Linked DNA regions of Mus musculus: all the other regions are linked to region 6. A link is a contact called in public HiCAR-type, Micro-C and promoter capture Hi-C data. All regions are on one chromosome and are shown on one strand. The core of a region is the stretch at or near the end of the contact, and the rest is flanking DNA. Distances in the headings are between cores, read along the strand shown.

Region 1 (3,686 bases), core at 418-2,917, 1.2 Mb after region 6:
GGCTTGGCCAAGAAGACCCAGGGATCTTCCCATCTCTGCCTGCCCAGTGTTGGAATTACTAATGTGTACCACCATACCATTCATACCATTTCATGTACAGGCTGAGGATCAAACTAGGGTCATCAGACCTACACAGTAGGTACTGAGATATTTTCCTAGAGGAAGAAAAGCACAGAGCCTACTCCATAAAGAGAATATGTCATATAACAGGAACTGGAATGATCTTCTACAAGACAAGGAATGGCAAGACTTACAAGTTTGTAACAGAAGTCACAAGAGAGTGGAAAGGATAGTTGTAGGTTTTGGAGGCTGCTGACTTTCCTAATATTTGTTAGTATGTATGGTAATAGTGTGTAGTATGTTTTGCTTGACAAAAACCACCCAGCTGCTTTTCAGCATGTATAGATTCCCACCAGAAGGGCGTAAAGGATCCAGATTATAGATTTCTACATTATCAGTGTTTTTGAGTTTTGCAATTCTTGGAGGTATATGGTACTTTTGATTTTCAGTATTATGATACTGAACATATTTTTTGTGAACTCACTTGCTGTCTCTAAACCAATCCACAGTGAAGAGTCTGAGAAATTCTTTTAACCACTATTTTTGGTTGTGTGTTTTCTAAATGAGTTGTAAGAGGTGTTTTTGTTTGTTTCCTCTTCTCCTCCTTTTCTTTTCTCCCTTTTCTTTTTCTTTTGAGACAGGATCTCACTATGTTGCCTAGACTGGCCTCTCAATCCTCCTGCCTCAGTCAGCACAGTGCTGGGATTCAGGCTTATGTAACTACACCTTGTTTGTTAAGATTGTTAAAGGGTCTTTGCTTGTTGGTTTCTATGTTTTTACTCCCTTGACGGCTTTATTGATTCTTTCTTACTTACTTACTTACTTACTTACTTACTTACTTACTTACTTACTTGAGACAGCTTTACTCAGGATCATCCTCCTGTCTCAGCCTCCCAAGTGCTAAGATTACAGGTGTGAGCACCAAAAGACACTCTATGAGTGTTTGAAAAGTATTTTCTGCTTATCTGCAACTTTTCAAAAACTATTTTCTTAGTTCCTTTTGATAAAAAATAAACCCTTTTAAAGTATGAAGTGGCGTGAGTCCTTTTTTGTTGTTGTTGTTGTTACTGTTTTTGGATCCTCTATGAAAACAAATTGGCCCAAATCAATATTCCAAATACTTCCTCTTGTGTTTTCTCCCAGTGTTTGAATATTTTTACATGTTCGTATGGTGCTCAACACGGTGGCCCCCTTTTGCTGTTCCTTTCTTTCGTTGTATAGTCACTCTGTTGACATGGCTTCATTTATTTAAAGTGCCTGGCACATTGATTACTTTGTTCTGAATGATGCTTATCACACATCAGTCGATTGTGCAAGTGTGGGTGTGCTTGGGTCAGCTTCCAGGCCTCTCTGTTCTGTTCCTTGTGTCTGGTGAGCTGTCCTCCCATGATATCACAGCACTCTTTGCCTTGCTGTATTAAATGCCTTGAAATTAGGCCATGTGGATTGTCTACTTCTGTCATTCAGAAGTTGTTTTTGTTGCCCACGTTCCTTTGTTATTCATACTCTCTAGTTGTACAAGTTTGATTGTCCAAGTATCTGGTGATTGTTTGCTTGTTTGAGACAAATTCTCATGATGTAGCTCTGACTGTCCTAGGTGGAGCTCATTATGTCAACCAAGCTGGCCTGGGATCAGAAAACTGCCTGCCTCTGCCTCCAAATGCCCAGCTCTATTTGCTAGATTTTTTTTTTTTTTCAGAATCAATGGTAACTCAATCACTGAGCACAACAACTAACATCCAAATTTATGAGCCATTCTAAGTTAAATTCACCAGTAGTGGATACAAATGGATCCACCACCTGAAACAGGGTCTCTGCTATCTACATTTTTTTTTCATCTCACATTCTCGGGCTCATTCTCCTCTTCTCCCTCTCCATCCATCTTTCTGACCTGGAGGTCCCACCTACTCACCCAGTGATTGGTTTCTTTGTTTATTAGAAGGGTCACAGGAAGTTCTGAATATGTGATTCACTCCTAGTCCCACACAGCCCCTCTTGGGGAAGGTGAATTAGCATCAAAATACAAACAGCACCAGGGCTACCCACAAGACTTCCCCCTTTCTGTCCAATTAAAAGACTCTTATCTCAGATATAAATTGAGCACAGCTATTAACATTTTGCAATTTATAAAGCACAAAAGAGACCTAACACCCAGTCCAAAATTTTTATCAATTAAATAGAACCCTGTCATCTATCTTAACTTAAAAGACTTATAAATCTATATGTTATCACCTGGTTTAGCTTGTATACTATCTGAAAACTATCTTCTTAAATATATTCTCTCAATGCTAAATAGCCTGGGTTGGTTATGAGACTATAATTAGTCTTCAATCCCATCAGAAATCTGAGAATGACCAATATTATCTGAAAATATAGGAAGCCTAGCACATCTTCCAGAACTGAGACAAGTTGTAGAGACAGCTGCCTACCTATACAGCTCCTATATGTCAGGAAGTTGGAGCATCAGTCTTTAGCCTTCTGGCCCAGGATCATCTGACAGACCTTTGTACTGCAGAATTTTGAAGGACTGATTACCCTGACTTGGCAGAGATTATGAGTCGACTATTCCGCATAGTGTGTCCTTTTTCTGGATGGTATTTAGTCTATAGATGAATAGGCAATTTCTGCCCAGTGGCCACCTAGCCACTGTACTACCTCAACTGGAGGTAGAGACACTCAATTTCTTCTTTGAATCCACAAAAGGGGAGCTGCTAAGAGCAGATATGTCTCAACAACAAAAGAATAAATAACATTAAATGTCACATTGTGTGGATTTCTGACATTTTTGAAAACCTATGTAAAGTATGAAAACCTATGTAAAGTAAAAAAGCTATGTAAAGTCATCTGGACAGTTGTCTGTTAACTACTCTCAACTATTTCTAATTAAATTATCTGAAAACACCTTAACAATAAACTCAGAGCCATTAATTTGTTACCTGGCCCTTAACTCACAGGCTTAAACATCTCAGATCAGTTTGTAATGGCATTTACAGAAAGACTGGGTCCAAACCTTGTACTTTTAAAATTTTTTATATCAAAAGAAGAAATTTATACCAATGAGAACCTTGACTCTGTATCAAAATAAATTCTGTACCAAAATAAGAAATTATGACTTCAACTTAGTAACTATTGTAAAGATTTTTACCAAATAGGAATATGGCTACACAATCAATTCTAGCTATTTCCTCCCTGTTTCAATTATGGCCATTTCAAAATTCCCCAGAAAGACAACTAGAATAACTACCTCTAGACTCCCAAGTCCAGGGAACTGGAACAACAACTCTTCATAACTTCCTCAAGCTGAATATAGGCGCTGAGATATCTTCGAGGGGGGGGAGAAGAGTAGAAAAAATAGGGGAGTTGGTTGGCCTTAAGAAGGCCACACCAGCGATTGTTTTAGTCTCTGATGCTTGTGTCCTGATTGGATCTGGCTGAAAGTCCAAGAGATCGGGAGTTCAAAGCAGGTCAGTTCAGCATGTCTGACAATGAGACTCACCAAGGCTGTATATTCTATAATATACAAATCTCAAAACAAAATTTTAGTATCATCAAGATATCTGTATGGATTGAATTAGTCTGTGTAAAGTGTTCAGACTAGTTAGGATGAAATTTTGCTCCAATCATAA
Region 2 (3,648 bases), core at 1,100-3,599, 1.4 Mb after region 6:
ACCTCATAGCATAGGAATAAGTTCCATTTGAGGATTACTTTTTAACTACATCACGTTTTTTGAATACTTAGTCACTCCATAATCACCTGACAGAAAATATGTCCGGAACTCTGGGGAGAAGGTGGCTTGGATACAGAGATGTAGAATTTACTGGACAGTCAGGCAGATTGATTTTTTTTTGCACTGTATGCAGACTGATAATAAATACAGAGGGCATGACACAGAAAAATTCCAACAACTAAGCCATGGCTAGGCCAAGCATTGATGGCACGCATCTTTAATCCCCACACTGGGGAGGCAGAGGCAGGCAGATCTCTCTGTGAGCTTGAAGACAGTGTGCTTCATAGTGAGTTACAAGCCATTTAGGGCTACATAGTGAGACCCTGTATCAAAAGGAAGGAAGGGAGGGAGGGAGGGAGGGAGGGAGGGAGGGAGGGAGGGAGGGAGGAAGAAAGGAAGAAACAAAAAACAGAAGCCAGCCATAGCCAAAGGTTGAGAAGCACATGAACAAATCTGGAAAATGTTTGCCGTGATGGAGGCAAAGACAGAGCAGCGGCAATGTCAAAGTCATCAAGGCAGGGACTTCAGGAAAGAAAAAATTCTAATACTGTCGGGAGTCACAGAGAAACCCAAGTTCAACCCTTGGATGTCCTTGGATTAGTCTCTGATAACCTCAGCACAGATGATGGAGCTAGTAACTTAAGGGTCCCCATTTGTGTGCATTGGTGTGATGTCAAATGTGTGTGTTACATTGTTGTTATTTAAGGTTCAGGGTTTTCTTTGTTGTTTTGTTTTGTTTAAGGTTTATTTATTTTATATATGTGAGTACACTGTCACTGTCCTCAGCCACACCAGAAGAGGGCATCAGACCCCATTACAGATTGTGAGCCACCATGTAGTTGCTGGGAATTGCACTCAGGACCTCTGGAAAAGCAGTCAGTGCTCTTAACCACTGAGCCATCTCTCCAGCCCTTTTTTGTTTATTAAAGTAGTTTCATACATCAATCTATAATGATTTCAAAATAGTTTGAAGTTCTATAATAAAATCCTGCTTGCCCAAGATGAGATCTTTAACTGAAATTATAACTGTTAAACCAGTATCTTTAGCTACAGAAATTTTAAATAACATCTAAACTTATTTTAAATTTCTAGAGGAAGGTTTGATAATTGCTGATAGAAAGCTGGACTCCAACTACTATTAATACTATTTACTTACAATAAGACTCAACTGCCCATTCCACATGAATCTTGTCTCCATTTTCTGTTCAGTACATCTGCTCTCAAGATGAGAAGATATATGTTTACATCACTTCAATAAAACAAGAAGTGCTACAGTGGTCCCAAAGGGACTATCAAAACTGTTCATCTTGGCTCTTGTTAACAGTCCTCTACAAAATACACTGTTTTTTTGTTTTGTTTTGTTTTTACAAAACCTAGGTACTATAACACCCTCAAAACCAGGTGGGATGGTGGAATTGAAGGTATGATCGCCAAGTCCACAGAAGAAAACAGGCGTCTATTTTATCGTTCTCTAGGAATTAATGTGCTCCTTTGTAAAGCAGCTTGTCTATAAAGTCCTAGTCAGCCGTACCCTTGTCTTTGATTTCAGCAACCCTAACGTATTGCCATGTTTTATTTACCTCCTAGGAATGGCAATTAGTTTGAACCTCAAAACATGTCTTCTGAGCAGAGAAGCAAGTCTCCTCGGTTAGGAGCAACAAAATCAAGTTGGCAGCGGAGACCATTTGCACAAAATCTAATACGAATCCTATTTCACTCCTTTTTCTGCGCCACCTTAATAATGACAGCAAAAGCAGAAGGGTGAAATGTTATTTACAGCTTGGGCCGGGAGAAGCTGCTTAGGCAATTGCTAGGCTGAGCGCGGTGTCGCCGCCATGCAAGCAGGTCACACACCGCTCACCTTCACAGTCAGCCCTCGGCCCCACACCGGCCTCCAGGCCCTGCGCCAGCACAGGGTTCGAGATACAAAACCCGGCGCAAAAGGTCACCAGAGCAGTTGGACTGATGCACCGCATGCTGAGCCTGGGACCCGGAACTACCCACACCTTCCTTACTGTAGTGGGGGCTGCCTCGTGAAGCCGGAAAGAGGCAGGAAACAAGTGACGCAATCTCACCAGGCGTTCCCATTGGCTCTGATGAACGGCGCTCAGGAGAGGGAGGAGCTAATGACCCTCTTCCGGGCCTTTCCGGCTTGAGCTTGAGCAGACCGGCGTTTACGCCGGGCTCCCAAGGAGCGCGGAGTGATGCGCTAAAACTATTGGCTAACCGTTCTGATGAAAGGCGGCATCCTTATGTTGATTGGCTGCGACTTGGGAGGCCGGCGCAGCAGACCGGACGCAGTAGGCGGGCGGGAACGTGAAGTCTCCGCAGTGCCTGATGGGCTTGTTCCGAGGAAGCTAGCTGAAGCTGCTGAAGGGTCCTTCGTTGAGCTGCCGTGGTCTCCGCCGCCTTATGGCGGCGATCGGCGTGCACCTGGGCTGCACATCAGCCTGTGTGGCTGTCTACAAGGTGAGCCTGGGAAGCTGTCTCCGGGTTCCGTGGCGGCCACCCTGTTTTCTGGGCTCCGGGTCATCGGCCCGGGAACCGTGCGTGCAAGCAAGTGGCAATGTTGCGGGTTCTCGGCTCTCCCTCCAAGGCCAAGCACGCTGTGTGGAGGGTGGATACAGAGAGCCGGATCTTGGATACTCCAGGGTATCCTGGACGTCTTGGCTGTTTGAGGAGTTTTAGGGACGAAAAGGCCTCAAGCATGCAGGGTGCACTTAGGAGACCGGGCCATAGGATGCCCAGAAGAGTTCAAAAGACGTCAGGGCTCCAGGATGCCTGGAGTCCTCGGGGCGGGGGACATCGTTCTTGTAAAGACGCCTAGAACAAACCTGGATGTCAGGACCCCCTGGATGCTAGAGAAGTCCTAGTGACAACTGACCGCAGAGTCCCTAAGAGGTCACGGTGACGTCACTGGTTCGGGGTTCCCGGAGGTGGGAGGTATTTGAATTTCTGAGCAACCAGAGCACTGTGTAACTGCCCTCGAGAGAAGGGTTCCTAGTTAAGAACTGACTCTTGCTGTACACACTTGATTCTAGAACTGAGAACTTAACAAGGAACTATAGCTTTTTCCTCCTCAATATCGATGGAGAAGGAACAATGTTAAGGAATTTAACCGATGCTATCTTCGGTTTTAAGTCTCATTCGATTTATCAGGAAAGTCCCAGGGGAGTAGCTACTTCGTTTGTAGGGAAGCAGGTGGAAAAGCTGTATTTGTGGGAGAGTCGTGTAATCATGCTTGCTAGGTATAGAATGTTGTATACATTTGATCCAGCTTACTGCACAGATCTAAACGGGAAAATGCATGGGCTAGAAGAAGCCTTTTATTAAACTATAAGAAACAAATAGTGGCAGTTAAAAGACCAGTTTATGAGGGACAATCTAAGAAAGAGAGACACTGCCAACCTAGTAAGGTTTTGCAAGGTGGAGTAGTCTGAGGACTGAACTCGGGTAGCCTTGTGCTTTTATTGATTGTTACGAAAAAAAGGCCTTTTGGCAAGTCAATTACTGAATACCAGAATGTCTTCTCTGATCTCGTTGTCTGAAGGACCCATTGCCTAAGCAATTATCAACCATTGCAAAAAT
Region 3 (3,314 bases), core at 105-2,604, 1.4 Mb after region 6:
AGCCAGGGCTACACAGAGAAACCCTGTCTAAAAAACAAACAAAAAAACACAGAGCCTTGGATCTATCAGACAACTGCTATTCCACCAAGCTATCCTCTGCTTCCAGCATCCTTTGCCAATTTTTAAAATAAAACTTAGCAAGACCAAAAATATTTGTAAGACTCTACCCTGACCGTTTTTTGACAAAAGCTTTTAAAGAAGAGCTAGAGAACAAAGCCAGACAGAATGCCTGAGTGGCCTCTGAAGAAGTAACATTTGAGTTAAATCTAGTCACGTGAGAGGGAGCAGCACATGAAGGGGAGTCAGTCAGTTCTTTGATCTAGACCGTGATTTCCAGTTTAAAGTGTTTATTGGGGGAGAAGGGAGCTTTGGCTAGCACCTGTAATTCCAGCTCACCAAAGTGGAAGCAAAAGGGTCAGGACTTGAACATGCTTCTCAGACAAAGCAAGTCTGAGGCTTGTTTCATTTTCTGTTTTAAAGTCTCCTTAGCTGGGTGGGAAGTGGCTGGAAGGGGAGCAATGGAGAGGTCAAGGCAGCTAGGCTGTTTTGGCTGAAGAGAAGACAGGCAGTATGTGCTTGTGAATAGCATTGACATGACTGGCTTACAGAATTGCCGATGGTCTTTTGTGTATAATGGTTCCTCTTACAAGTTTTCAGATTTACAGTGGTAAAACCGAGAACGACCTGACTCTCCCCAAGCATATATGGCTAAAACCTGCCCTCAGCTTAAGTCTGTTAATGTTAGTAAGTCCTTGTCCTAAGTGTACCTTTTACGTTTGCCTTAACTAAGAGGGTTCTTGGCGGGGTTGGTTGGATTCTCACAATTGTCAGGCTTTTCCTTTGAGTCCAGCTGCTACATGGCCACATCAACTCATCAGAATCTCTTTGAGTGGTTTAAACAGACAGCACCTCTCCAGGTGAACCCAACATGCAGTCAAATTTTAAGATCCTGAGTCCTGGTGGTGTGGAGTGAAAGGAAAAGTAGTGGGGCTTCGTTGGGTTGAAGTGCTGAGGAACAAGAGTGGGAAAGGAGCTACCTGCGCACACTAACCCCGCACAGCCTATTTTGCGTTTTGTGGCGGGCACGTCAGGTCTTTGTGAAGCGACTCAGGGGACCGCATGAAGAATCATGGCAAGCGACCTCCGAAGTCAAAGCGAGTAACAAGCCAGCGACGGGCAGGGCCAGTTTCCACGGAAGGCCCCGCCCCTTCCCGCCCCCACCGTGCGGCGCAGGCGCGGTAGCTACCACCGCAGGGGTCGGTCTCCGCTGACGTCAGAACGCCTCGCTCCTCTCAGCCTCCCCGCTCCGGAGTCCCTGGCGGGCCGGGGCGGGGCGTGTGGCCAGCTGAGTTCTTCGGGCTGACCGCGCCAGTTTGAATGAAAGCTCCGCAAGATGGCGGCGGCCAGGGCCAAGGCACGGGGCAGTGAGGCAGGAGCGCGGTGTCACCGGGCTCCAGGTCCGCCCCCGAGGCCCAAGGCCAGGCGAACGGCGAGACGCCGCCGCGCGGAGACCCTGACGGCGCGACGCTCGCGGCCGTCTGCGGGCGAGAGGCGCGCCGGCTCCCAGCGAGCGTGGTCCGGAGCTCCGCGGGCCGCGGTCTTTGGCGACGAGTGTGCACGAGGTGCCTTATTCAAGGGTGAGCAGGAAAGCACACGCGCTGCGGCGGTAGCGGTCGCCACCTCCGAGCCGGGGGTTGGGGGTGGTGGCGGGGCTGAGGTGCGGTGCTGGAGAAAGGGAATCCCCTGGTGCCTGCGTTCGAGCGGGTCTGGCCTCGCCGTGAAGCGCCTGCACACGCAGCCCTGAGCTCCGGGAAACTTTGGGGGGCCCGGCTGGAACTTGCAGGTTATTTCTGTGGATGCTGAAGCCGGGGCACGCAGTGCGCGTGCGTGCGCTCGAGTCGCGCGCCCTTTGAAAGTCTGGGTTGTGCAAAGCCTTCTGGAATGAAAAGGTTGTTCTCCAGCTCTTTCCTCCGCTCCACCCAGATGGTGACACTATTATTCCCGTAGGTAGCTCTTGCCTCCTTGAAGCGTGGTGGGGATGGGATGGTGGAATGGTTTTTATAAACGGGATGTTATAATCTAGACAATGAGGCGTTTTCCTCTCATCATTTTTGGCTGTGGGATTTTGTAAACCAAGTGTTGGCAATTTTTCTTTTTAACATTTCGAGATGCCCCCAAAATGTAGCATTTCTGTTGCGAGGGGCGGTGCATTGTAATTACACGTAACGCTTCGTTATGACGTTTTCATACGAATATATGTACGTTGATCCTCCGATTCAACACCACCCTCCATTATAGTGTTGTGTTTTCAGATTCTCAGCTAGGGGTAAAAATTGAAAAGATAAATAAAACAGCAAACAACTTGGTTACATAAACAAGAGGACTCTCCTTTGCAGATGATTAGCATAAGGAGATTAGCATTAAGACAAAACAGCCTTAAGATTTTTAGAAGCGATTTATGAGACGTTTTTTACAGCTTTCTTGTCTCCAAACCGCCACACCTAAGCAAATAAATGTATTCTGGCAAATTTGAAGGAAAGTCTTTTTGCAGGTGCCAGAAATATGAGTTGTTTGCAGTCACTGGAGTTCGGAAGCTATCCTCACTGGTTTCTGACAATGAAGTCCTTACTGGGAAGGATGAGGAAGGACTGCGGGGAAAATTTGAGCGGTTACGCTGTCCCTTCCTGGAAACTTACCTTAAAAAGGTTTTTGCCCACCACTTCGGAGAACTAAAGACAGCTTGATGAGTTAGAGATACATTTTCTTTGGTCACCTCTGTTCTCAACAAAACACACTTTTTTCCAGTGAATCCCATACACAAAAAGATTGGGACTTTCCCAAAGTTGTGTAGCTAGGTGACCCACCAACGGGTAGAGCAGAGGACTTTTGATCATCTTGTATTTATCCTGATAGTAGGGGTAGTGAAGTTTGTTACATTTTTCTAGACATCAGTTGTGTGATTATATTTTTAAATCCAGGATGTAATACAGTTCATTTCTGGCCTCCGTACGGGTATTGTTTAGTATGTCTGATTTTCAAGTCTGGCTTATGGAATATTTCCACCTTGTATTCTGTTTTGTAACTGCTGGCTTGAAAACTGTAGGAAACAAGTATTACAAAGCTCACTATGCTCTCCACTTAAAGTAGAATTCTCTGGCTTATGCATGATGAAAATACATTTTACCATGCACAAAATAAATGAAGCTAAAATCTCTCGACTTTTTACAAAATGGAAAAAGTAGGATATGGATTTCATATTTAAATTCTTATCATCTGACTAAAAGAAGTGAAGTTACTTTTAAGTTGTGGCCATT
Region 4 (3,519 bases), core at 753-3,252, 1.6 Mb after region 6:
TGGGCAGCTCTAAATTTTGATTAAGCATCCTAATATATAATTAATGTGCTGATGTGTAATAAATCTGGAAACCTCTTAACTGGGCCCAAAATGCCTGTGGATGCTCTTATGGGAACTTCAAACAGCCTACCTATAGCAAGGCATCAAACAATTCCAGATCAGTGGTTGCAGAGAAGAGTATGTCTTTGTACCAAGGGTATCCTGGACTTTGTAAGGAAGGAAGCTTGATTTAAACCCCCACCCTAGCATACCAATCACACAGAACAATATAACTTGAAGAGAGATAAGTCCAGGGTCTCCCCAGAAAGATAACCTACGGGTGCTGAAGTTCCTTGAGTTATCTATCCACTGGCGTGCATATGGACCCACTTCTGGCAAGACGGCTAGTGTTTCAAAAATACACTCATATTTAGCTATCACAGGCAAATTTCTATTACTCATAAACAGAACTCAGGCTAAGATTTCTGAAGAATTGCCTCTCTGGGCTTAAAAAAAATCTAGACTTGAATGATAACATTCAGTACTTGCAGCTGCCACTGAACTGTTCGCTGAAAACCTTAAAAAGCAACATGCCAAAGGGAGATATATGTAGTCAGCTTTTCTTTTTTGACATTTGTCATTTAATATCTGATAACGTATTCAAGATCAATACAGCCTCCTTTCTTAAAGCTTAAAGTAAACGTTGAAATAAAATACAAATACTTTAAAGACTCTCCATGAACTGAATAAATAAGCCATCTGTGACTCAGGCTTCCCTATCGTGTTTTTAGGCTGACCCACTTCTCCAGTCACCATGGTTCGCAGAATCTCACTTCTAAGGGGCAGCAGTAACAGTCTGTGCCAGCGCATAGTTTGAATCCAACAGGGTAAAAGGCTGAGGCAAACAGCACCTACAAAGGGACACCGGTCTTTATTTAAAATGATCCTCCAAACCCCGCCTCTAAAACAGAACTTCAATACCAGCCTTAACCAGAAGCAGTCTTTTCTCGAAGAAAAAAAAATCAAGTCTGTAGGGGAGAAAAGAGGGCAGCATAGATTGAGAAACCGATCAAATGTTAAAGTACTTGGTGCATTTGGCTTTGGAGATCAGACACCAGTTTTGCAGGAGGGGCAAGGTCGGGGCCGCGGGAACTCCGTTCACCCGTCAGCTCTGCTCTAGAAAGCTCTGAGGGCACGCTCAGAGGCCGCAAAGCTGAACGCCCTCAGGCGTCGGCTGAGACCTGTCTCCCTCCCCCTCTCCCGGTCTCGGCGCCCCTTTCCCGGCCTGGGAGGCAGAACTTTGCGCAGTTCGTCGCCAGCAGCCGAGACCGCCAGAGGCGCATCCCTATCCCACCCCCACCGCCGGCTCTGCGGGTTTCCTCTCTACAGGGGGTTAGTGGCGGCTGGGGGGGGGGGGCGCGAAAGAACTAGAAGGATGCCAAGGCACAAGTGGAACGACTTGCATCTCCCTCGCCTCGCCGGTCCAAGACGCCGCCACCGCAAAGGGAAGGGCCTTGCGTCCTTGCTAAGTTCCCACCCGAACCACTCGCCGTGGTAGGGTGAGGCCAAGCCAGCGGGGGCGCGCGGCAGGTGACTGTCGCGTCGCGGGTTCCCGGGCCCGAGTCGCAGTCTCCCCGCCCACCTCAGCCCTCGCCCACCACTGCGTGCTCCCCGAGAGCTGGGAGACCTGCACCTCACAATGGTCTCGGGATGAGGACACCGCCAAACGGAGCCTCCGGTCTAGGGGCTCCCGCACGCCACGAGCGGGCGCGGGAGCCCTGAGGTGCGCGCGGTCCCCGCCCTGTCGCGCCCGCGCGCCACCTCCTACCCTTTGGCGTGTTCGGTCTCCTCCTCATTGTCTCCGTCTATTCCGCACGTGTCCTGGTCGTCCAGCTCTAGGCTCTGCTGGCTGGCCGCAGACTCGCTGTCCTCCGCCATCGCGGCGGCTCCGAACGGCTGGGGAGGCGGCGCTCCGAGCAGCAAGCAAGGCGCGACAGGGCGGGCGCGGCCGCAGCTCCCTCTAGTGCCGCCCACCCTCGGGCACCGAGTCTCGAGTCTGCGGCCCCGCCCACCCCCCGGTCACGCCCATCACAGCCGGCCCGGCCCCGCCCACTCCCTTGAGGCTCCCGCCTGTCTATGCAGTCCCGCCCGCCTCAGTCAGGGCGGGCCCCGCCCACATTGCGTGCCTACACCCGCCCACTTCATCAGTTCTCCCACTTAGGCAGTCGAGGCCCCGCCTACCTCGCCTTCCCACTTCCGCCTATTTTAGCGGGTGAAGACCGGCTCCTCTCGTGGTCCCGTTTCCGCCTGGGCTAGCGAGGCTCCGCCCACCTCGCCTTCCGCTTCGGCTCCACTCCGCCAGCACTGCCCCGCCCACCTCGCTCGCCCGCTCGGGCCTCCTCAGCGGGCACGGCCCCGCCCACCTCAGCCAGCAGAAGGGCGAAAGCACGAGGCCGGCCCTTCCTCAGTCTAAAGCTGTGAGGTGGGGCGGTGGGGGAATGGTGGAGCCGGAGCGGGAGCCGGAGGCCGAGGCTTTTGGGCTTGGGGCGTGGCCTGAATGAGGATGCGTTTGTGGCTCCAAGGCTAGACCTGGTCACTGCAGGCTGGATTGCAGGGCTGCGCGGCAGCCTTTGCGACCACTGCCTACAGATTCTATATGTCTGTGTGCCTCAGCGCTCTCGACTTCTGCAGGGATTTTTTTTTTCACTCAGGCCTGCGATTCCCTAAAGCTCTCCCTGCCTCCTCTTCCACATGTTCTTCAAAATTTTCCATTTCACATTTTAGTATCTAATGCTTATCGAGCCAAAGCTCCGCCCTCCCCACCTCCCCGCTGCAAGCAGCCTCAGAGTCCTCAACAGAAAATGACTGGAGTTGGTTTTTGTTTGGTTGACTGGGGTTTTTGTTTGTTTGGTTGGTTTTTTTCTTTTGCTTGCATGTTTTTGTCTAGATGGGTTCGGCTGAGAACAGAATGAACATTTTGTGAAACATGAAGACACCCAGATTAGGGGGATTGGGTCGTTTTAGGCAAGTCTGTCGGCTCTCTCCTAAGTGAAGGTCATGACCTAGACCACCAAGGAAACCTGTATGGGCAGTGTTGAAATCGTCCTCCATCAGGAAACAGGAGAGGAAGAAAGCCAAGCATGGTGGCCCATGCCTGTTATCCCAGCAGTCCTGGATGTAAAAAGTCCCGGAGGTCAAAATGAGGAGTTCTTTGAGGCCAGCATCCACTGCATACAGAGTTCAAGGACATCTTGAGCAACAACAGACTCCTCTCAGGGAAAATAAAGGACTGGGGGATAGAGGAAAGAGAATCTCCTGGGTGTACCAGATAAGGCAAAGGTGAAATCCATATTGCTGTTAAATACTTCCCACAGCAGGCACTCGGTTGCATTCCAGAGACAGGGATTTTTCAAAGATCCTGCCAGACCACCAGAAGACTGTGAGGCGGTTTTACAAAGGCAGTTGCTGAGAAAGTTACCCAAACTCTGTAACGAGGGGAAAACTCCCTAAAAGCCACCTGAAAATTTTAGTGTAAAGCAA
Region 5 (3,483 bases), core at 329-2,828, 1.2 Mb before region 6:
CATTAATTAAAGATGCAGGGAGTTAGGCGAGGCCAGTGTGTTATTAGAGAAAAAGTTTTCTTCCCTTTAATCAGGTACTTCTTCTTCCTGGGGAAGACCAAGGTATGATCTCAGGACTGAGGAATTGGGCTCAGCCCTGTCAGCTGCCTGTAACCCAGTCATTTGTGTGGCCAGCCACTTCCTTCGCTTTCCATTAAATGGGGAAAATGCAAACATTTAGGGGGTACAGGTTGTCATTCGAGCCACACCAAGCATTACAGTGAATAAAATCCATGGCCCTGGCTTTCTCGCTGAGAACATTAGCTTCTGCCCGGTTGGGAAAGGCTGCCACAACAATGAGCTATTACTATTAGCTACTCAGAAATGTTCCCCCCGGTGGTAAAGATATCCCAACAATCAACAGGATCAAAACCGGGGCCTTTCTTCAGCCTCGTCGACCTCAAAAATCCCTCTCTGTAAAATAACCATAAGAAGTCAAAGGACCTGGCTGGCCAAGAAAATGGCTCATTGGATTGAGGCACTTGCCCTGAGCCCTGAACTCTGACCCTCGTGAGGGCAAGAGAGGACCAGCTCCTGAAGGCTGTCGGCTGACCTTCACTTTTTGAAGCATCTCTCTCTCTCTCTCTCTCTCTCTCTCTCTCTCACACACACACACACACGAATGAAGGAATGGATGAGTGGATGAATGAATGAATGAATGAACCAAAAGAAACAAAATCCTCAAAAAAAAGCAAGAAGGATTTTGACATTTTTCATGACAAGCAAATGATAAATATTTAAGGAGCTGGCCATGTTTACTCTGCTAAAAACCCTGTTCAGTGTGCACACATATGGGAACATCACATAAGTAACTCACATATGGACAATGCTTACAAGTTCATTAAACATGAATAGAGCTTGGCGTGGTGGCACACGCCTTTAATCTCAGCCTGCATTGGCTCTCTCTGAATTGGAGGCCAGCCTAGTCTACATAGTGAGCTCCAGGCCAGCCAAGGCTACATAATGAGATCCCTTTTCAAAAAAACAAAAACAAAGAAAGACTTAACCCCACGACCCCACAAACATTGTCTAAATGAATTAAACAAAATAATGTATGTTATGTGTCTTGTTTGAAAGTATACGTATTTCATAAATAACAGTCATTATTATTAAATGAAAATAATCTCTTCAGGATATTGTTGTTGGATGCCTGTAATCTCAGAAGTCAGGAGGCTGAGGCAGGAGGATCATGAACTTGAAGCCATCCTACATAATGAAATTCTACTTTAAAACAACAACAACAACAACAACGAAACTCTCAAAGTTAGTGGTGGAGTTGCTGGAGAAGTCCCTTCTTATTCAGGACTTCAAAAGCACATTGGTATTACGATTGCTCATGCTCAATTCAGTCTCACAAGTAGACCGAGAAGGCCTGACAGGCACAGCCAAGGGCTTTGGGCGCTGGCCCTTTAAGTATCGCGGGGACGCGCAGACTACCTCTGGCCGACTGGAGTCCGGCCGCCAGGAACGCGCGGCAGAGGTGCAGAGCGCTGGGCGGCGGAGCGCGCACGGCCGCCGAGAGCGCGCGGCGGGGAGGTGCTGGACGCCCTGGGGAGCGCGCTCCAGGCAGCCCGGGACGATCGGCGTGCGTGCGTGCACGACTTGCTGGCCGGAGGACGGCGTGAGCCCCGAGGGTCTCAGTCGGCGTGGACACCTGCGACCCGCGGAGGGGACTTGGCTCGGTGAGTTCCGCCCTACTGAGCGAGGCCAGGCCAAGCGCGGGACACCGGGAGCGGCAGCAGCTGTCGGGATCATCCAGGGCTCCCGGTCCGGGTCTTGGTAACTGGGGAAGCCCTTTGCGCGCAGCTGGGGCTCTGTCGTCGCCGAGGTCAGTGCCACCGGTTGGCCTCCATCCTGGGGCTTCGGGGATCGCGACGTGTGGCTTTTCACCTAGGGGTTTTCCCGAGAGCGAGAGTGGCTCGTGGCGTGTTGTCTGAGTTGAGTCTTTGGTCCCTTACCTTTCCTGGAGCGGACTGCGCGTGAGGACCGTGTCCTTTGCGAGGCTGAAACCCGGAGATGGCCAGAGCCACCTGTTAAACCAGTATCCTGAGCGAATCCTTCGGCAGGTTTTCCATGCCCCCGCCGGTTCCCCGCAGGTAACTGAATCGCGCGGGGATGTTTGTGTGGGTCTGCCGGGAGACCTGGGACGGTAGGGTTAGAAAGACCGAATATGTGGCTAATGAGACAGGGCTTAACAAAAGGCAGTCAAATAAACTGCAGCGTTTCCCTGAGACGGAAAGTTTCTCAACTTTTGTTTTACGGATTCTAAATTTAAGTAACTAACCCCCTCTAGGCACCTAACCACAGGACAACTCTGCCTGAACCTATTTGGTGCAAAGGAGACAATGAAGAGGGGTTTGTGTGTGTGTGTCCCCCTAAAGAGTAAAACTTTCGAGTCCCGCTGTGGGAAGATTCCCTCTGGCTCCAGTTTTAATAGATAACAACAAGAAGCTTTGTCCTAGAACGATCTAGAAATACCAAACCAGGTATTAAGTGTAAACTCTGGGAAGTGCTTGAAGGACAGACTCTTAGGAAAAATAATTTTCTGTGAGGTGCTCCAGTGTGTACTAAAACTTTGCCCTCATATTCCATGCCTGAATGTTCCAGATTGTTTTCCTAGGTGGAGGAGGTACTTTCGTTGGTGCGGCCAATGGTGCGGCCAATGTGGAAATACAAACAAATGCCCTATTTACTTGGGGCTGGGTGGGAAGGGTGGAAGTCGGGCTACGATCTTTCTTGCCAGGCTTGACAGCGTATGTATGGAATCTTCTGTATTTTCTTGCCCAGACCAGTAATAGCCTTTTTCTCGGTGACTGGTTCCTTTTAACAGTGACTCCAGTGAGCTTCTCACTGGAAAATTTTGGATCCTGATAATTTAAAAGCATTTTTCTCCTCTCACAGAAAACAGAAATTTGAAATTAGAATAAGTGGCAGTTATAAAGATGGGCTGTGTTTTTTGAAACTGAAGAGCCCCGTGGCACTTCGTTGAAGAGGGATTGGCCTGTTTTAATGCAGGCGTGGTGTGGCCCTCAGTTCCTTCATCCTTACATTTGTGGTCTCTTTCACCAGCTTCAGTGTTCTGAGCCCTGACTTGCGAATGCACATGCAGAATTTCTAGATAAGAGCCATATGGTCCAAACTGATTAAACCAGATCTGGTAATCCTGCCTTCGCCAGTGGCTGATGAGACACCTGGCCTCGGCTCCAAGGTTCTGAGACACCTCAGGAGCCTACAGTTGGCACCTTATGTTGATCTGAAGATCAGCTCAGGTAACTGATAGAGGCAGAGGACAGCCTTGAAACCTGAAGGGAGGACGTGGACGCTCTGGGTGGAGCAGAGCCCAGCACAGGAAATCCTCTGGAACAAAAAGTTGGAGTGTATCTTCTCTGAGCTGTTATGGGATGGATGCCAGCGGCCTCGGGGCCATTTGTAGGTGCCAGGGGA
Region 6 (3,455 bases), core at 67-2,566:
ATTTTCCCTACACTTTCTGGTTAGGAAAGTTTAAAAACGCCTTACATCAAGAAAACTCAGCAGTTAAAAAACTCCCAAGTGCAAGGAGACCTAAGTCACACGGTTTGGCCTCAAAGGAAACTCCAGCTATTTGAAAAGGATGGAATTTGGGGTGTGCTTTGGGTAGAGGGAGTGCGTCCGACCTGGAAGCCACATGTTTACACCTTTAAAACAATGACATGAATATTTAAAGCCCGCGTTTAACCCCTTCGCTCCCGCGGGAGGCGGGCTCGGGCAGCGGGGTGCGGTGGGGCAGCACACCTACCTCCCCGCCAGCCCCCAGGCCCCGCGCGTGCTCACAGGCCCGGGCGCCGCGGCGTGCGCGCCGGGACCCCGCGCCCTCCATGGGGCCGGGCGCGGAGGATGCCACTCAGGGGACACCTTAAGTCTCAGGCTGCCGCCTTTAAAGGCACGGCGGGCGCGGGCCGCGTTCTTTGTACCGCGCCGCGCGGCTGCCGCGGGCAGGCCACCGGCAGGGCCATGCTGCACCGCAGGCCCCGCGTCGCCGCTGCCGCGGAGACCGTCGCCGGCGGGGACCGGAGGGACCCGAGGGCCGAGTGGGGGCGGGGAGGCCCGCGGCTCGGCGCCAGGACACTGGGCGGCTAAGGCAGAGCGCGCGCGCGCGCGGGCTCGCCGTCCGCGCCGCCACACAAAAATGTCGGCGGGCGAAAAGATTAACCCCTGCGTGGCCGCCGCCGCCCTCCCCCTCCGCTCCTCCCTCCCAACCCCGGCCCCGCGTGCCGCGGCGGCGACGGCGGAGGAGGCAGCGGCGCGGGCGGCGCTTCTTTTTTAAAGCGGCCCCACCAAAGCCTGGGCTCGGCCCCCTCTCCAGGCAGGGCGCGCGAAGGGCCCCGGTGCACGGCTCCCCGGCGGTCCCGGGCGGCCCGGAGGGGGATTTGCAACGGCCGCGCCGGGCCTGCGGCCCGCTATTCCCCTTTAAGCCTGCTGCCTCGCCCCCCCTCGCCAGGCCCGCCGCTTACCGGCTCGCTTTGCGCCCTCCGCCTCCTCCCGAAAACGGGCCGCGGCGCTCCCACAATGCACCGGGCGCGCTGGGCTCCCTTAAGCGTCGCCTGAATTTAAAAAAAAAAAAAAAAAAAATGCTGCTCCCGGTGGCGGCGGCACCGCCGGGCGCTCGGACGCCGCGTGGAGCTCGGCCTAGGCTGGGCGCGGCCCTCCGGGAACCGGGCCGCCGCGCTCCCGCCGGCCGGGCGCGTGAGGGTCCCTTTAAGAGCGGCCACCTCCCTTTAAGGCGGCGGGCCGGTGGCCGGAGCGCCTCCGGGTTGCTGGTGGCGGTGGCAGCGGCGGTGGTGGCTGCGTGCGGCCCGGGAAGGGGGCGGGGGCGCTGTGCAGAGGCCCGAGCGCGGCAATGATTGGTCTCGGGGGAGGGGGTGGGGGGTTGCAAACCCCAGGAACGGTGGCATCCGTTGCATGATGCAAAAGAAAAAAGAAAGGAAAAAAAAGGGGGGGGGGTAGATTGATTTCAAAAGTTGCGAGCAGCACTGGCAGCAACCTTGAGTGATGGGGGCCACCTACTTTCGCATCTCTGTCCCGCGAGAAGGGAACAGAGTGTTTTTGTTTTTTGCACAACCTGGCTGGGTGCGATCCCCGCATCACCCACGGGATGCAATACCTGCTCCCGAATCTCTGCTGCAGTGAGACTGTGCCCATGGGAACAATGTGCAGAGTGTAGGAGCCAAGGTCGCCCCCAGTGAGACATTTGAAAACCCAACTTAACCCCGCGCTCCATTCTCAGTGACTCCCATCTTTTCTTCATTCTATTGTTTGAGCGTAGCTCCGCATTTCTTTGGAGTCCCAGTGAAATATGCAAATGCTCTGTGAAGTTTCTTGAATCTTTGATCTGCATTTTGGGGAGGGAGAGTTTATGTTGTCCGGGTTATACCATTTGTTCTTCTCATGTCCAAGTAAACATGGCAGACTAATCCTGTGTGCTTGAATTGACATTGGTAATGCGGTTTCACTTGAAGTAACTTCAGATTTCCGACTTCGTACTGCATTGCTGGTGCAGAGCGTGTCCCTTCGAAGGACTTCTCTGGAAAGCTGAGCAGAGCAAACTTGGTTAGGAATAGGTTCGCATTTTCCCGATTATTTAGAAGCAGAACTGTTGTATCTTTTGGCTGTCTTTAGGTTCGTACACCCCGCAGATGTCCTTTTCATTCCTGAAATTGCCATTTGCCTGTTTCTTAGGAGTGGGATCTAGGGTGCAAAGTGTGGCGAGATGGACACAGGCATCTCCTGCCTTTGTGTCTTTTCTCCACAATACATTTGGGAGAATACAGTAGCACCTGGGCTCCTTAGCATCAGACTTCGGACATCGATTTATCGTTGATGAACGTGGAGTTTCTTCTGAATGGTCAGAAGACACAAACACAGCCTCACCAGATACCACACCAGGACTCCAAAGCCAGAGGGAAAGGGTTATACAGTTACATTTGTCCGGTTCTGCCTTTTAAATTTGATTTTGCATTTTAAACAATGTAACTTTTTTTTGTTCCTCACTTAGTTAAAAAAAAAAGTGATTTTTTTTTTCAAAAGATTTCACAATGAGAAAAAAAAAAAGTGGATGACACAGCAGGACCCCATGTCTAGATTTGTGTGTCCCTCCAAGGAGACTTAGCTCTTTGTTAATGTTGAAGGATGCTCTTTCTCAGTGGTGATGGAGGAATAATACCCTGGGTTAGGGGTTATTGTTTTAATGAAGCTGTACTAAGCCTGCATGTGTACTTGAACTGGAAGCATTGGGGAGCAGCAGAAGGGAAGGGTTTGGTGTGATTTAATGTGCACTGAAGAGAGGGGTAAGTATCAGATCCCCCAGGGTTTTTTTTTTTTTTTTTTTTTTTTTGTTGTTGTTGTTGTTGTTGTTGTTTGGTTTTTAGAGACAGGGTTTCTCTGTGTAGCCCTGGCTGTCCTGGAACTCACTCTGTAGACCAGGCAGGCCTCGAACTCAGAAATCCGCCTGCCTCTGCCTCCCGAGTGCTGGGATTAAAGGCGTGCACCACCACTGCCCGGCCAGGTCCCCCAGTTTTAATTTTGGGGACTGAATGACCAGTGATTGACACTTCTGATACTGGAACTGCTGGGAAGCTAACAAGTTTTGCAATAACTTCAACCTTCAAGATGCTAAGTTCTGTGCCTGCTGAGTACTCCAGGTAACTGGGAAAGCAGTTTGGAATTTTGAGATGCAAATCTGTGTGTCATCCGCATGGTACCCTAAGCCCCGGAGAGAGGTAGGATTAACCCAGAGGGAGATCTTGGACAGAGCACTGTATCCATGGAAATGTGAGCAAGGCTTTCTTCCCTCCCTATAAGGTAACAGGCACCTCCAGGTCTACCCTCTCCTCCCCCATACACCGCCGGAGGTCTCCAGCAGCACTGAAGCAAGCCTCTGCCTCTCTCAA
Region 7 (3,743 bases), core at 890-3,389, 1.8 Mb after region 6:
AATCAAGAAAGAAACCCAAGGGGAACACTATTCCAAGATATTCTGTCTTCTACTACAACTCGAGGATATACCTAGCTAGGGCACAAATAGTCTCATAGGTTGGTCATTACTCTCTCATTTCCTGGGAAATTCCCTGTCAGGGGGTTTAACAGTAAGACCTTAATAAAACATAGTCTTAGACCTGAAGACAGTAGTTTTTTTTCTTCCATGATTTTTTTCAATTGAAACCATGTATTTTCGTATTTTCATATTTTATACATGAACGAATTCATTATTTCCATGTATTGCTATTTCAAGTGCAAAAACAAAACAAAACAAAACAAAAACCCCAACCTGCCCTTTGAAAATAATGTCCTCGTTGAGGCACAAGTATTCATTTAAAAAGCTGATTCAAAAAGCAGTAGGGTATAAATGAAAGAGGCTATCATTCAATACTGATGACCTAATGTCATAAGTATCCCCCTCCTACTGTGACTTATGGGTCTTCTGGTACCCTGTTAATACCTCCCTTCCATAGTATACATTACCAAATTCACACCCAATTCCTAATGGTCATATTTTACTGTCAACTATGGGTGCAGCAGTGTATTTAAAAGATGCCAACCAGCGATTCAGCAAGCATTGAGCACAAAAACCTCCAATAGCATTAACTGAACTCAGACTGTCAACAGACACCAAGAAGATATTGGGTGGAAGTCAAGGCTCCCCTGGTCCCAAGTTTCAAAGGGTGGGAAGAAGGATGAGGCTGGGCCCTGTGATAGGATACTGGGATGGGGCACTCCTTCATGTGTGTAGGGCTAACTTAGCAGGGCACACCTTTCTGTCAAGAATCTTGCCAAGGGTCTGAGTGCCTGCAGGAGCTCACATAAGACCAGTGAAGGCCCCTCCCTAACCAAGTTTACCCTGGGCAGGAGATGCCCTGGCTGAATTAACACATGCTCATCGGTTGGCTTTAGTCGCTCCTCAGAAAAAGGCAACAGAGAAGCACTAGACTTTGTCTTGACAAAATCATGTCAAGAAAGCTCCAGGATTGTTCTCAAATAGATTCAGATAAAAAAAAAAAAAAAAAAAAAAAAGCGTGTGGCCATTCTTGGTGGCCATTCTTGTACAGATGGGAAGCAGATTTATAAGAGGCCAAAGATTAAACAAAAGGCAGGAGCTGGCGACAGACAGACATGGAAATGGTTTTAAGTGATTAGGGTTTCCTAGTTCCAGTTTTCTCTCTTCTCAAGATGATCCCTGTGGCTGCTCAACAAATCCCTAAAGGTCTGAGAATCACGTAGAATAAGGGGGTCGGGAGAGAAGATACCAAAACTTTCCTAAACTGCGGCGGCAGACCTGGGGTCGCCAGGGCGCAAGGGGCACCCTGGGGCGGCGGCCGCCCCCTCCCCGCCACAACAAAAGGGCCGGGCACAGCCCTTGCGCTGGAACTCCAGGACCAGAGCTCCAGGGATCCCAAAGAGGGAAGGGGGGGGGGGGGAGTGGGGGAGAACCAGCCACCCAGGTCTATCCCTCCCGCGGCGGGGGAGTTGGGGGGGGGGGGGCAATGGAGCCGTGTGTCCGAATCATGCATAAAAGAAAGCACCTTGGATATAAGCCGAAGAGTCACCAGCGGCTGCCTCCTGGGTGGCAGAGCAGCTGGTGCCACCCAGATCCCCGGGGAGCATATGCGCCGCGGGCCCAGCGTGTTCCCCGGGCGGAGCCGCCCCCCCGGGTATCGCGACGTGGGGGACTGCAGGACCGCGATGCAGGTCGTGCTGCTTGGGCCTCCGCCACAATGCGGCCGGGGTCCAGCCGCCACCGCGGCCGCGCCAGGCCCGGGCGCGACACAAAAGCGTCCCCCTCCAGCCCCGCCACCGCCCACCGACCTTGGGCTCCCGCGCCGGGCTCCTGCAGCGTCTTGGTGACTGCCTTCCAAACGTGGCAGCCGAGCAGGCAGAGCAGCAGCGCAGCGGACTTGCTCATCTCCGCGCCACGGGCGCCGCGGGCCTCTCGGGCTCGCCACGCTCGGTCACGGGCGGCCGGGCGCCGCGCCTCCCTCCATGGCGCTGTGGCTCCGCGCGCCCGGCCAGCCGCCCGATTGGCCGGGGCCCCGCAGCCGGCCGCTCCCTCCTCCGAGCCCCGCGCCCGGCTTCCCCAGACCGCCGCGGCCGCTCCGCCGGCGCCTTAACCCCTTCCTGCCCCGCCCCACGCCCGCGGGAGCGCACGGGCCCTGGGTCCGTGGTGCCACCTGGCGGCCGCCGCTCTGCGGGAGTCCCAGGCGCCTCCAAACCCCTGGCTATTCCTGCAGAGAGGAGGCCTTCGACGTCACGCTGGGTTACCTAAGGGTCCGCAGGAAGCATTTGAGTCTAGGGTGTGACCTCTCATCCTGAAGCTGTCCAAGCCACTATCCTCTGACTTCCCCCAGGGTAGATTTGACAGCCAGACTTATAGGTCAAGTGTAACAATACCTAAGGCTGGCTGCAGGAGGCCCAACACCACCTCCTTGTATAGCATTGGAAGGGAAGGGTAAGGAGGTTTTCAGTGATAAGAGGCCCTGGGTGATTTCTCCCCATCCCCACCTCTATTTATTAAAGAAAAAAAATCCAATGGCATGTTAAAACACAACAGCAAAGACTATGCAGGAGCATTGCAATGGGGACGGTTAACAATGGAATTTTATAGCAGGGGAGATAGATTTTGCTCAACTTGGGACTCAGCAGAGACAAACAACCATTTATAACGAAGGAGCTGTGAGTGTGTGTGCGTGCGCGCGTGTCCTATGTTGAAAATTACCAAGATGAAGCACTGGGGATAGGGCTCTAGCTAAAGTTACCTAGGAAGATTCTTACTGAAGGCAGGTCAGGAGTGAAGCACGGCCACTCTGGCCAGATATCTAACGTGTTTAGATATCCAGGATGGACAAGCAGGCTTGCTATTTTACAAGAAGTGGACAGGTAGACCCAGGAGATGGGAAGCCTAGTATCTGAGAGAAACTTTGTCACAACCTACATGGTTTGGCATAGTGTTATATGCTTGTGATTCCAGTACTCAAGAGGCTCTCACATCCAAGGTTAGGCTGAGACACAGTGAGACCCTGTCTAAGCACAACAAAGAAAGAGACATTCTATTTTCATAGGAGAACATGGAAGCTAGAGAAAGCTAAGGAACCTGATCCCAAGCACACAGCTGGGCTGTGGTTGGGGTGGCTAGTTTGATTAGCCAACTTGAATCTAGAATCACCTGGAAAGGAAGGATCAAGGGTTGGGGTGGAGTGAGGGGAGAGTAGACTAGGTTGACCCATGGCAGAGGGTATCAACTTGTGGGTCATGCATGACCCCTTTGAGGATTGAACAAACCTTTCACAGGGAACACTCAAGACCATTGGAGATTCTACATTATGATTCATAATTAGCAAAATGACAATTATGAAGTAGCAATGAAAATATTGTTATGGTTAGGGGTCACCACAACCTGAGGAACTGTATTAAGGGGTCACAACATTAGAAAGGTTGAGAACCACTGGCTTATGACCATGCCTGTAGGAGACTATTTTAATTGTGTTAGTTGAGGTAGCAAGATCTGCCCACTGTGGGTGGCACCATTCCCTAGTGTCTGAACTGTGAAAGAGCAGAGAAAGTGAGCTGAGCTCTAGCATGCGTGCCATCCACTGCTCTCTGTCCCTGATTTATGGGTGTGATATGATTGAAAACCTTCGATTTCCTGCCATTGTGGTGACCCTGCTATCATGAACTATAACCTGG

Evidence for each region. Promoter capture Hi-C pulls out the DNA fragments that hold promoters and counts their contacts. Hi-C and Micro-C count contacts between places; a contact is called where the count stands out from the background. HiCAR-type assays count read pairs that join an accessible place to other places. Capture Hi-C pulls out chosen DNA fragments and counts their contacts.
Region 1: a promoter capture Hi-C map of liver shows a contact between it and region 6, with 7 times the contacts expected there. The contact joins the enhancer-like site here to the promoter of Sephs1 in region 6. A contact is called at or near these places in 4 of 39 promoter capture datasets (cranial neural crest, hippocampal neurons and liver) and 3 of 9 other capture datasets (adipose tissue, embryonic stem cells and liver).
Region 2: a contact with region 6 is called in a HiCAR-type map of astrocytes, with 5 times the contacts expected there. The contact joins the promoter of Hspa14 here to the promoter of Sephs1 in region 6. A contact is called at or near these places in 9 of 39 promoter capture datasets (the 3T3-L1 cell line, HPC-7-derived erythroid cells, embryonic stem cells and 5 more), 1 of 484 Hi-C or Micro-C datasets (embryonic stem cells), 8 of 115 datasets of contacts at active chromatin or transcription factors (astrocytes, double positive thymocytes, embryonic hindbrain and 4 more) and 4 of 9 other capture datasets (adipose tissue, embryonic stem cells, liver and 1 more).
Region 3: a Micro-C map of embryonic stem cells shows a contact between it and region 6, with 8 times the contacts expected there. The contact joins the promoter of Suv39h2 here to the promoter of Sephs1 in region 6. A contact is called at or near these places in 2 of 39 promoter capture datasets (embryonic stem cells and liver), 1 of 484 Hi-C or Micro-C datasets (embryonic stem cells), 1 of 115 datasets of contacts at active chromatin or transcription factors (large pre-B cells) and 2 of 9 other capture datasets (adipose tissue and embryonic stem cells).
Region 4: a promoter capture Hi-C map of pre-B cells shows a contact between it and region 6, with 6 times the contacts expected there. The contact joins the promoter of Nmt2 here to the promoter of Sephs1 in region 6. A contact is called at or near these places in 5 of 39 promoter capture datasets (the C10 cell line, the HPC-7 cell line, cranial neural crest and 2 more), 2 of 115 datasets of contacts at active chromatin or transcription factors (large pre-B cells and pro-B cells) and 2 of 9 other capture datasets (adipose tissue and liver).
Region 5: a contact with region 6 is called in a promoter capture Hi-C map of liver, with 4 times the contacts expected there. The contact joins the promoter of Proser2 here to the promoter of Sephs1 in region 6.
Region 7: a HiCAR-type map of astrocytes shows a contact between it and region 6, with 3 times the contacts expected there. The contact joins the promoter of Fam171a1 here to the promoter of Sephs1 in region 6. A contact is called at or near these places in 2 of 39 promoter capture datasets (hippocampal neurons and pre-B cells) and 1 of 115 datasets of contacts at active chromatin or transcription factors (astrocytes).

What each region holds. Positions count from the first base shown.
Region 1 is chr2:3,693,797-3,697,482 of GRCm38.p6, reverse strand. No RefSeq gene overlaps it. Among named protein-coding and RNA genes, the nearest start is that of Fam107b, 18 kb to the left of the region's middle. Within about 2 kb of position 1,667, at least 4 of the 459 cell types and tissues checked have an H3K27ac peak or open chromatin away from gene starts, as enhancers often do. A contact at or near this core is called in liver, where this site is marked.
Region 2 is chr2:3,511,515-3,515,162 of GRCm38.p6, reverse strand. It overlaps Hspa14 (heat shock protein 14), which reads left to right and starts at 2,349. Exons shown (of 14, transcript NM_015765.2): 1 at 2,349-2,529. The coding sequence starts at 2,473. Cdnf (cerebral dopamine neurotrophic factor) reads right to left here and starts at 2,098. Exons shown (of 4, transcript NM_177647.4): 1 at 1,922-2,098. The coding sequence starts at 2,036.
Region 3 is chr2:3,473,026-3,476,339 of GRCm38.p6, reverse strand. It overlaps Suv39h2 (suppressor of variegation 3-9 2), which reads left to right and starts at 1,354. Exons shown (of 6, transcript NM_022724.4): 1 at 1,354-1,637. The coding sequence starts at 1,394. It also overlaps a transcript of Dclre1c not described here.
Region 4 is chr2:3,282,695-3,286,213 of GRCm38.p6, reverse strand. It overlaps Nmt2 (N-myristoyltransferase 2), which reads right to left and starts at 2,002. Exons shown (of 14, transcript NM_008708.2): 1 at 1,808-2,002. The coding sequence starts at 1,917.
Region 5 is chr2:6,128,280-6,131,762 of GRCm38.p6, reverse strand. Proser2 (proline and serine rich 2) reads left to right here and starts at 1,578. Exons shown (of 4, transcript NM_144883.4): 1 at 1,578-1,721.
Region 6 is chr2:4,879,425-4,882,879 of GRCm38.p6, reverse strand. It overlaps Sephs1 (selenophosphate synthetase 1), which reads right to left and starts at 1,316. Exons shown (of 9, transcript NM_175400.6): 1 at 1,020-1,316.
Region 7 is chr2:3,116,778-3,120,520 of GRCm38.p6, reverse strand. Fam171a1 (family with sequence similarity 171, member A1) reads right to left here and starts at 2,139. Exons shown (of 8, transcript NM_001081161.2): 1 at 1,869-2,139. The coding sequence starts at 1,965.